Regions from separate parts of the Zea mays genome. Here region 2 is linked to region 1. A link is a contact called in public Hi-C data. All regions are on one chromosome and are shown on one strand. Each heading gives the region's core, a stretch centred on a gene start, on an enhancer-like site or on the middle of the called end of the contact. The rest is flanking DNA. Distances are from core to core; before and after follow the strand shown. Region 1 holds the start of LOC100381981 (Calcium-binding protein CML42). Region 2 holds the start of LOC100192027.

Evidence for each region. Hi-C and Micro-C count contacts between places; a contact is called where the count stands out from the background.
Region 2: a Hi-C map of leaf shows a contact between it and region 1, with 5 times the contacts expected there. The contact joins the promoter of LOC100192027 here to the promoter of LOC100381981 in region 1. A contact is called at or near these places in 4 of 25 Hi-C or Micro-C datasets (bundle sheath, ear and leaf).

The regions. Positions count from the first base shown.
Region 1 is chr2:223,896,635-223,902,707 of Zm-B73-REFERENCE-NAM-5.0, forward strand. It overlaps LOC100381981 (Calcium-binding protein CML42), which reads left to right and starts at 2,960. Exons shown (of 1, transcript NM_001174751.1): 1 at 2,960-3,984. The coding sequence starts at 3,116. The coding sequence ends at 3,727. LOC100274525 reads left to right here. Exons shown (of 3, transcript NM_001356981.1): 2 at 993-1,816; 3 at 1,924-2,483. The coding sequence ends at 2,364.
Region 2 is chr2:224,032,500-224,038,320 of Zm-B73-REFERENCE-NAM-5.0, forward strand. LOC100192027 reads left to right here and starts at 3,359. Exons shown (of 9, transcript NM_001365508.1): 1 at 3,359-3,536; 2 at 3,757-3,788; 3 at 3,938-4,009; 4 at 4,360-4,609; 5 at 5,416-5,477. The coding sequence starts at 3,410.

The DNA.
Region 1 (6,073 bases), core at 1,710-4,209:
TCCCTTTGTCCTTATTTCTTTTGACCCGTGTTTTTTTTACCAAAACTAGCTGGCGCGAATCAATTCCATTGCAATGATTATTAGACCATGTTTATTTACCCTGTAAATTATATAATCCAGCTAAAAAAGTTAAACAGATTATTTAAAAAAGTTAAACAGATTATTACGTAAATTATATAATCTAGATATTTAGATTATAATAATCCGTAAGCAGAAGATTCTATAAGATGAATTATATAATTTTAGAAGCAGATACTATCGTGATTGAGCATTGCCGGCGGTGGATCGTCACCGTCCTCCTATAGCCTAGGTGCTGTTTGGTTCACGAAATGTAACGTAAAGGGTAATGATAATGGTTTACACTTGATTACGGGCGGTAACAAGTTTGAATAGTCCGGTATCAAATTTTAGTACGGTATCTGATTACGATTGGACTAAAAAAACATGATTTAACGTAATCACTTACCCATTACGTTACAAATATTTGAACCAAACAATACCTAGCTGCCTATGGTGATGGCGGCGGGGCTTGCCTGCCTGTGCGTGAACCTGGAGCAGTTCACCCGACATGGTACGCAGATTTGATCTGATCCATCCGGAGATCCGGTCCGCCCACGGCCCCACCCACAAACGACAAAGGGCGCTGCCTGTCCTCTCCTCGGCGCCTCTGGATGGTCCTCCTCTCCGTCGACGGACTGCGCCGGCCCCAGCCGCGCAAAGTCCTCTCCTCTCCTTTGTCGCATTGCCAAAAAGGTCTGCCGATTCATCACGCGTCCATGACTTGAGTGGGAGTGCTGTGGATGAGAGGCCGGTTCAGCTGTCAGCTCAGTTCTGTTCTGCTGCTTTTCTTTTCTTTTTTCACTTTTCACACACAGTCTGTTGTCTGCCACACAATCAAACTGTCTGCTGCCACATGAATGCAGGTTCCATCGTCTTGTGTTTCCAAGCATGCATATGCATGGTTAAGCAACCAGTATAATCTGCGCGTGCAGGCCCCATCTTCACCTACTCCATCGGAAGCATGGTGTTCCTGCACGCCAGCCGGTCCGACGTGGTCCGGGACCTCTGCCTCAGCGTGTCGTCGCTGGACCTCGGCAAGAGCTCCTACATGAAGGTCACGCACCGGCCGCTCTTCGGCGACGGCATCCTCAAGTCCAGCGGCGAGGCCTGGGCGCACCAGCGGAGGCTCATCGCGCCCGAGTTCTTCCCGGACAAGGTGAAGGGCATGGTGGACCTCATGGTCGGCTCGGCCACGGCGCTGGTGGCGTCGTGGGGGGACAGGACGGGCGGCGGAGGCGTGGAGCTCAAGATCGACGACGACATCAGGGCCTACTCCGCCGACGTCATCTCCAGGACGTGCTTCGGCAGCAGCTACGTCAAGGGCAAGAGGATCTTCGCGGCGATCAGGGAGCTGCAGAAGGCGGTGTCCAAGCCCAACCTGCTGGCGGAGATGACCGGCCTCAGCTTCCTCCCGACGAGGACTAACAGGGAGGCGTGGAGGCTCAACAGGGTCGTGAGGGACCTGGTGCTGGACGTCGTCAGGGAGGGCGGGGACGACGACAGGAACCTACTGAACGCGATGCTCCGCAGCGCTTCTTCCTCCGGTGGCTGCAGCGGCGACCGCGTGGCGGTGGAGGAGTTCGTCGTGGACAACTGCAAGAACATCTACTTCGCCGGCTACGAGACCACGGCGGTGACCGCCGCCTGGTGCATGATGCTCCTGGCGCTGCACCCGGAGTGGCAGGACCTGGTGCGCGACGAGGTGCGCCAGGCATGCGGCGGCGGCGACTTCGCGTCCCTGCACAAGATGAAGAAGGTCGTACGTACGTACGTAATAACACACGCCAGCAGCACGAACGCACACACACATACAATACCCCCCCTATCAGTATACTGACCATGTGTAGTGTTGCACTCTTGCAGCTGACGATGGTGATCCAGGAGACGCTGCGGCTGTACCCGGCAGGCGCGGTGGTGTCGAGGCAGGCGCTCCGCGACGTGACCCTCGGCGGCGTGCGCGTGCCGGCGGGCGTCAACATCTACGTGCCCGTCTCGACTATGCACCTGGACCCGGAGCTGTGGGGCGCCGACGCGCGGGAGTTCGACCCGGGGCGGTTCGCGGACGACCACCAGCGGCAGCGGCAGCCGCACGCGTACCTCCCCTTCGGCGCCGGCGCGCGCACCTGCCTCGGCCAGGCCTTCGCCATGGCCGAGCTCAAGGTCCTGCTGGCGCTCGTGCTGTCCAGGTTCCGGCTCGCGCTGTCGCCGGCCTACGTGCACTCGCCGGCGCTCAGGCTCATCGTGGAGCCCGAGCACGGGGTGCGGCTGCTGCTCACCAACGTGGAGCCCAGGGGTGCTAGCTAGATGGGCCTCACTGGACCGGGTATTTAATTCGGCCCAGTAGTCAAATAATCTGCCATAGTATAAACTTCGTGAAGCCTGAGTTCGGCAGAGATTCCGTGAATAAAAACGATTACAAAATCGATCAGGTTTCCTGGCGTTCGGCAGAGATTCGTCAAGAAAAACGACGACACCTTTTGCGTGGACAGAAGTCAGGGTTAGGAAGGAACTCATCATAATTGAGAGATATCGATCTCAGCGCGTAGCTAGCGTAGTTGTCGTGGTCGTTGATCGCTAGTCAGAGACGAGACGATCAGCTGGATAGCGACCGGTTTCCAGCGTCCTCGCATGCGGTAGGAGTATCGGGTAATATGTCCCATCTACGTGCATGGTGCATCTATATATATCCGGTAATAATCCATGCATGGAAGTTTTAACGATATGTTTATTTCGGTAGCTGATCAATTTCTCGATCGGCAGATACGGACGGACACGGGCAGCAATTCGGTCCCGCGTCCCCCGGACGCGCTCTTCCCATCGCTGAAGGCCAGAGAGAAGGGTGGCATGGCTATAAACAGGCAGCGCTGTCCTCGCGCCTCTCCCTGCCCGGCCCGCGTCGTCGTCGTCCCTCCCGAAACAAAAGAAGCTATTTTGACACCACACACACACACAGAGGAGAGAAGATAAGAGAACGAGGGGCAGGGCAGCCAGCGCCGCTAGCTGAAGCAGGGCAGGGCAAGAGAATCCGTACGTCGAGGTGCAGGTCGTAGGTAGGATGGACGCGGACCAGCAGGGCGTGGTTGCGGCGGCGGTGAAGCCGGCGCTGGCCAAGGGGACGCCGTCGGCGTCGTTCCGGCTCCGCAACGGGAGCCTGAACGCGGTGCGCCTCCGCCGCGTGTTCGACCTGTTCGACCGCAACGGGGACGGCGAGATCACCGTGGACGAGCTGGCGCAGGCGCTGGATGCGCTGGGCCTGGACGCCGACCGCGCCGGGCTGTCCGCCACCGTCGGCGCCTACGTGCCCGACGGCGCCGCGGGCCTCCGCTTCGAGGACTTCGACAAGCTCCACCGCGCGCTCGGGGACGCCTTCTTCGGCGCACTGGGAGGCCAGGACGACGCCACCGCCGCGGCGGACGGCGCCGGCGCCGGCGCCGAGGAGGACGAGCAGGAGATGCGGGAGGCGTTCAAGGTCTTCGACGTCGATGGCGACGGCTTCATCTCCGCCGCTGAGCTGCAGGAGGTGCTCAAGAAGCTCGGCCTCCCCGAGGCCAGCAGCATGGCCAACGTCCGGGAGATGATCTGCAACGTCGACCGCGACAGCGACGGCCGCGTCGACTTCAACGAGTTCAAGTGCATGATGCAGGGGATCACCGTCTGGGGCGCCTGACTGACCTCATCGTCGTACTGTGTGGCAACTGGCATGGTGGTCCCGCATTTCGTCGAGACAGTCCTGCGTCTGCGTCTCTAATTGAAGAATTCTTTAGTATCGTCCTTCACATCACTGGTCTAGTGGTGATGAGAATGCCCTGTCCTGTGTGTGTGTCACATAACCATGGTATGTAATGTCATACTGTAAATTAGGTATATGATGATGATGACAGCTGATAAGAAAATGTATCAAACTGGGCTATTCTAATCATTGTCAATCAATGTCTTGGGTCGGCTTAGTTATCCACGATGTGATTGAACTAACATTATGTTTGACAAAGCTGTTTTAGCGATTATCTAGTAAAAGTCAATTTACTTGACAAACAAGTTCTCTCCCTATGCAGGACATCTCCATTTACATAGATTCTCGATTTACTTAGTGTCACATAATCTATGCATGGTAGCCCAAGAGATGGTTGTCATCAATCATCATTGCATAGATTCTCGATGTTGTTCCGCTGCACATCATGCTGTCTCCAACCATTTAAAAAGTTCTCTCCCCATATGCAGGACATCTCTCCATTTACATCTCCTCCTATTTATACTTTCTAATATAATTTACTGTCTCTATTTAAAAAGTTCTCTCCCTACACGGAGGACGTCTCCATCCATTTCTTCTATATAGCCCCATATATTATAATTCGGCTATTTAATATTTATTTAGCACTTTTTAAAAATTTTTAAAAACCACGTAATATTTATACTAACATAATACATATGGTTGTCATGTTATGAGATTTAATTGAGATTAATATCATAAAAAATAATGTAACTAAAGTATATGAGAACATAATTCTCCTTAATATACATCAAGAGATCATTTCTTTTTGTATATATACAAAGTATATAGTGGGGGATATTAGAGAATTATGCTTTCTACTAGGTGAATATCTATACGTTGCAATGGTAACATATAAATACCATGATAACTTATATACAAATAGATGATATAATCCCCAAAAAGATATATCAACCTAGACAATATCGCAAAATAGATTATGTCAATGTTTAAACAAAACAAAAATGGTACAGATCACGCATTCGACGCAGGCTACCTTATATATTCCATATCATTCATGATAAAATATCTAGAGCACACTCATGCTTGATAAAGTTTGAAATGTATTCACTGGAACATGTTAGTAATTATGTATTTGTCAACACTCAATCGAATTGCTGATCCAACTCAGAACCAAAAACTCTAACATGACATCCACCAAAAGATACCCATTAAGCCATGGATGCCTTCTTCAACTTGGCGAGCTCTTGCCTGATAGCGCCACCCCTCTGTTTACGTAAAGAAAAAAGTGTGACCGAGCAATATAGACAGTGCCATCATGAACTAAACAGTTGATAGGGAGGTTCCCGACCTTGATCTTTGCCATCATGACTTTGAACCTATCAAAGTCATCAAGCGCTGCTCTCCTCTTCTAGAAAATCCGCTTGTGCCCCATGAGCTGTTCTCCCACTTGGTCTTCATTTCTGAAATAGAATAACAAAATACCAACTAAGTGTCACTATTCTCTTATGGGCGCGAGACCACGCTACCTGGCCAATTCAAAAAAAATGCATCCTGTGCTACCGATTATAGCCTTGTAACATTGTCATATTTCTCGTGAAGATCAGCAGATACAAAACCAATTATTACCATTGGTACAAAAGCACTCCCCTAAAGCTCAGTCCTATTATGCAACACATTCTAAGTAAAATCTACTTGTACACTCAATTCTGAAATAGACTACATCTAACTGCAACATGCTCCATTTAATTTATAAATTGGCATGTCTGTAAAGCTCTGTCAACTGAATTGGCATATCAAGAAAGCTATGAGATTATGCAACATACTCCAACTGAACACCAACTTACCGAACACCCCAAGTATGAAAATGGATCCATCTAGAAGTGAAGAAGTGAGAGCTTCTGTGAACTGTAAGCAACAATATTAGTGGTCAAAATCATGGATATGACCAATGCTTATCCTCGTCCGAATCCCGCACAACAAAAATCTCTTTAGAATGGGATGTAGAAGTAATGAAAGAAATCTTGATGTGGCTACAGTTCCACCCAAATGAACTGCATATGTCAGCTTGTACATCAGTTGTAGATCACAAGCTAAGTGAAGAAGTGAGAGATTTTGTCAACTGTAAACCAATTGTCTAAAACATTCATGGTATTGTTAAACAAACTATGAAGAAACACAAGTGAAATTATGATGCAAAATTATGAAACAAAATTGCTAAACATTAGAACGCCAAACTACAACTATGTCAACCTCAAAAACGTGTTTCAGATTTTGAGAGAAGCT
Region 2 (5,821 bases), core at 2,109-4,608, 140 kb after region 1:
CCATCTCTTTTCCAACTTGATTTCTCCTGTTTCCAGCACTTAGACACAATACATTAGTCTCCAAAACAATGTACTAAGTCTTAGAAACATACCTTTTTACTTGATTTGCACTTTATCCATCACTTTGCATAGATTAACATAAGTCCACTTGTGTTGGCACTCAATCACCAAAATACTTAGAAATGGCCCAAGGGCACATTTCCCTTTCACTAGGATATCACAATAATTGGATAGTGATATCGTAGCTCAAGGTGTAATAGGATTAATAGAATACTTATACCAATAAGGCGCATCTTCTTTTCGGAAAGCCTACCTCAAAAGGACCTCTGAGTTAAGTGTGGTTGGCCTGAAAAAATCTTAGGATGGGTGACCGTCCAAGAAGTTTTTTCGGGTGCGCATGAGTGAGGATAAAGTGCGCATAGAAGACTCGTGTTGTTATGTGGAGATGGTCTATGAACTTAGAGAGACGACAGGAGTAAGTATCGCCGGTTCAGGAGTGGGCGGGGTGTTACAAATGGTATTAGAGTCGATCTCGTCATTTTCACGGGCGTGTGTGGGCCAGAATGGTCACATGGCATAACATATGACGATATTAGACACACAAACATGGTCAAGAGGGGATGTTCCTGGCTTGTGATTTTGACCGACGAGGGCATCAATCTTCTAAGGGAGATGGATTGTGATATCCTTGCTCGGTTGGATTGTGATATCCTGGTTCAAGGCTTAATAAGATTAATATAATATTTATACCAATAAGGTGAATCTTATTTTTTGGAAGTATGTCTCGAAAGAACCTCCAAGGTAAGCGTGGTTGGCCTAGAGAAATCTTGATATGGGTGATGGACCTCCATCGCTAATAGGTTAAGCCCACTACAAGGTACCAACCGCTTGTCGTTAAGCCACTAGTGCCACAATTAGTCGACTTAGTAGCCCCCTTTGATTCATTCCTGATCCACCACTAGCGATGGAAGTTCACAACATTAGGAATATGTGGCCACGAGGTTATTTTCTCAGACACATGGGTGACGACGGTCATTGGATTGAGAGCCATTAGACATGTGATTGTCATTTTTTCTAAACTGTGTGCATATTGTTATTGCAGAGGTGAGGAGATAATTTGTATCAAACCTTTGTATGCAATGAAATTTTCCTTGCTGAAAAAGGAAAAACATGATCACAAACTGAGGGATTGCTGCATCCTATTTCTAGGAGCTTGTAGGCCTCTAGTTTGGGAAGGGCATATGCCAACCTGTACTGTGATGCCTTTAGACTACGGAAATAAAGTTGGTTGGTTTTAGAGGTGTCCCAACCCATGACTCTACTTATAGTTTTTATAGGCTGCACGTCATCTAGAAACTACTACTAGACACTACCTCTCCAATGTAAACATCAATATTATTTAATTGAATTTTATATTCCTCTTCTCTTATTTTGTCTTGGATATCGTGTTGAAACTAAGTCTTATGCAAGACCCAGTTTGTTATTCTTTCTTCATTTAATTATTTGCCATATTATCTTTTGGCCTATGTGGCAGCTGGATTAATGCTATAGAAACTAGATGACATGGAGGGTTGAGACTGCTAACATCCGTCACTATATTTCCTATATTTTACTGTGTAATTAAATGATTTATGATTACCATAAGAAATCTTTTAAGACCATTCTAATGAATAGTTTTATCGCACAATTTCCAATAGTGTCGTGTTAACATCTATTATTTAGTCTGATTTCACTCAAAGTTTACCTATACTAGTCGGTTGCCCGTGCGTTGCGACGACTTACAACAATACCCATGTAAATTATCCATCAAAAAAATTCAAGATTTTTTATTGATTGTCTCCGCTCTCTGTATAATATATTTTTGATTTGGCTAACTGATGTTATTGTTTACTCCATGCAAATATGTCTTGGCACAACACGACCAATGAAGTGAGCGATTAGAAGAGAGTTCACAACGATTGACTGAATGAATAGAGATTATAAAATGATATAATTCCATCATACAGAGACCAAATAAGAGAAAGTTTGTGAGATCAAGTTTCTAAAATAAGTCTCATGAAGTCAAACTTATAAAAAAGATAGATCAAAATATGAAGTGATTGCTAAAGTCAGGCATCAATAAAAACTGGATGTATTCCATATAAATTATGCTACTTCGTAGCAATTACTAATGTTTAAAACCAACAAATAACCTTTCATTTTGCTGTTAGTGTGACAAAACATTGCTGCTCCAACCAATTCAGCAACCTCAAACACCATGTAATACATCACACCAATGTGGTCCCAGAAACAACCTAATATTTGCAAGAGCCAAGAACGTCGTGTCGTGCTTGGGCTATAGCCTCGGGCCGTAGTGCTGGTCCGGCCCGACACGATTATTTTTTTATTTTACAAAAAAATGTATATACCTATATACAATTTATATTCAATATTAAAAACATCTTAGTGTGATGTTCTACTGGTTAGACAGTTTCATCCAGTGTCTCCCGCCCTTCTTCCATCAGGGCATGGGTTCGAAACCCACCTCCTGCCTCGTTTTTTAACATTTTACGCTGATTTAATTAAATGGATCGACGGGCTAACGAGCTGGCCCGACACACTTAGCAGGCCGGCTCGTGTCGGGCGTCGCTACGCTGATTTAATTAAATGGATCGACGGGCTAACGGGCTGGCCCGACACAGTTAGCAGGCCGGCATGACGTGCCTGTGCCATAGTTGCGGCCCGCGTGCATCTAGCCCGTGTCGAGCGTCGTTACGCTGATTTAATTAAATGGATCGACGGGCTAACGGGCTGGCCCGACAGAGTTAGCAGGCCGACATGACGTGCCTGTGCCATAGTTGTGGCCCGCGTGTATCTAGCCCGTGTCGGGCGTTGGCATATATAGACGTGCAGCAGATTAATTTGAAATAGCTGTGAGAGGTTATTTGTAAAAAAAATGACGCATGACGACCGTTAAAACTGATGCTTTAAATATAGTATAGAAATACTGTTTTGCTCTGCATTTTTCGCGGAGTGGAGTTCGAATACGGATATGGATATAACCAAGTTGATGGAGATAGTATTAGAATACAATGTACTGTACATTTGTCATCATAAAAAACAATTCGTGCCCGATGGGTAGTTGGGTACACACAGACAGACACGGTGGTTTTTTTGGCACGAGGTTGAGCCCACCCACCTAGGCTCCAATCAGCACCCTCCCTGTCGCCAGACGGCCCACTGGCTGTGGCTGGCTCACTTCACTCGGCGCTCGGCGGCCGCACCCAAGTCCCAACCGCACTGCGCCGCCTCGATCAAAGCAAACCCCCAGGCCCCCAACCCGCCCAGCGCCCTGCCCCCCCGCCGCAGTGAGTGAGATGATCATCGGAGGGGCAGCGGGCGCCGGGAACCCGAGGAGGAGGAGGACGCAATGAAGGCGCAGCCGCTGCTACCGGCGGCGCTCAAGAGGCGGAGGGGCCCGCGCGTGGCGGTGCTTGCGCTCGTCCTCTGCTCCCTGCTCGTGCCCTTGGCCTTCCTCTTCGACCGCGCCCCCTCCGGTACGTACCGTACCCTCCCTCGCTCGCTTCCTCCCAATGCGCGTGCTCGGATCACCGCGCGCGTCCCCGCCGGTAGATCTGGGGCTCCAGCCTCCAGCTCCCTGCAGCGGTTGCTCGTCCGTCCGGCTACTGCGCGGCCGTGTTGGTTACTTTCGGGATTGGCTTCGGTTGGCTTACTTCCCGATTGGTGCTTGTGCTTGTGCTTGTGCGCGCGATGCAGGGTACGTGACGACGGAGGAGCGGCACCGACAGGTACCCCGCTGTTTCCAACCCTCTCTCCTGCCCGCAGCAGTCCTTGATGGTGATTGATTTGGACGTCACCATGTGCGAGCGGGGACGGCTCGCTGATTTCCGCTATTTTTATTTCTCACCCATGTTTTCCTTCTCCGCGCTGGATTCAGGAGGTCGTTCTGCCTTCGTTGGATCACGTGGAGAAGAGGCGTCGCAGTGGCGCTGACAGTGGAGAGCGACAGGTCTGTTGGCTGTTACTTTTATTGAAAGCGATTGTTTTCTTTGTGATTTTGTTTTGTTTGGAATGGATAGACGTTATTGCGGGGGGCACCGAAATGATGTCTATTAGTTATGTCCTGTTTAAGACCGATCGCGAAGTTTGAAGCGCTTCGAAAGCCTACGTGTTCTGCAATCAGAGGCAATGCTTTGTGGGTTGCTTCCTCACCTGTTAGTGCTGTAGGAACAATTATTTTAACTATTTTTCTCTCCATTTTGCGCGCATGAAGTACAAGTGAATCTATCGCTGAAAATTGCTTAAGCATTTTGAATTGAAGGTTGCTTCTGCAGTTCGTGACAGTTGCATTTCTCTCAGGATGCGCCGGAGAAGATCCCCAGAAGTAGTGCAGGAACGATTCATCAACGAACACCAGAGAAGAACATCTCCAAAGGCAGTGCTGCAGTCATTCATCAACAAACACCGGAGAAGAACATCTCCAAAGGCAGTGCTGGAGTCATTCATCAACAAACACCAGAGAAGAACATCTCCAAAGGCAGTGCAGGAGTCGTTCGTCAGCATAAGCAAATTGGTAGCAACACGACAAGGGATGATGCTAAACCAAAAGGTATGTCATAGCAGTACAAGGCCAAAAGTTCAAATGCCATTGCTGATAATGCTAGAACATTGTTCAAGGTGTGTAAATTTTAAGCTATGCCAGGGTCATTGGGGTTGTACGAGCCCTCAATTGTACCACAGTGAAAATTATATGTGGACATCATAGGGATGAAGATGACCGGAAAGATCAGTAACAGTGTTTTCTAAACGAAAATGATTTCCGGTCAGTCAGGAACTCACCATATTTTCAACTTAACTCTTTGGTGGTGACATCAATACAGTGCTGATTGCTAAAAGAAATTAGAAATCAAAACTTTATTGAGACTAGAAATTAAAAAAAAACAAGTGTAGCAATGGCCAATGGGCCAACGGTCATAAATGATATCACTTTTACAACAAACGATTCCTGGTTTATGGAATATTTCATTTCCCCTTTTACCCCTAGTTTTAGCTTTAAGATATTTTTTTCTTGATGTTCATGGCTCTTTCAATCTTTCACCTTTTGATGTTGAATTAAATTTTAGCTGTCAAGTTAGTTTTTTCATTTCCTTCCTCTTGACTCCCTCTCTTGTCGAAGAATTACTTTAGAACCTATCATCAATTATTTTTACCCAACTATCGCTTGAGTCCAGACAGACAAGCCACCTGGCTTATGTTGCCTATCATAAGGTTGTCTTTGTCACTATAATACTCGGTCAAAGTTATTTAGTGGTAGTTGGTCCCTATCATTTTTTCGTGGGCATCTTTTTTCACATCTGTTGTTGTAGCTATTTTGCTTTTACTTACATCTGACCCATTAATTGCCAACATGCACAGTTTTTGCAGCACCAAAAGTTGAACCATCAGCGGATGTGACGGATTCTACTAAAGTCGCAAGAGTAATGATCTGTAGCTTTCAAAGTTGTACTTTGTTGTTTCAGAACTGCTACTTCATGTCATTTCACAAGTTTCTTATTTTAAGACATCTTCCGTTGAGGTTGTGTTGTAAGGGTCCATTCGTTCTATCTTTAGTATAAAGATACATAACTCTCCTACATGTTTGCGAAAAAAGACACCTTTCATTACCAAACTTTTCATGCAACACACAAGAAATACACACACTAAAATGGTCATATATAAATTATGTTCAGCTCAATGTTTAAGATCATAGGTTACATGATGCAACTTTTTGAATATTCTATCATCATAACTAATCCAAAAGTTAAGCTTGTGTTAAGACAAT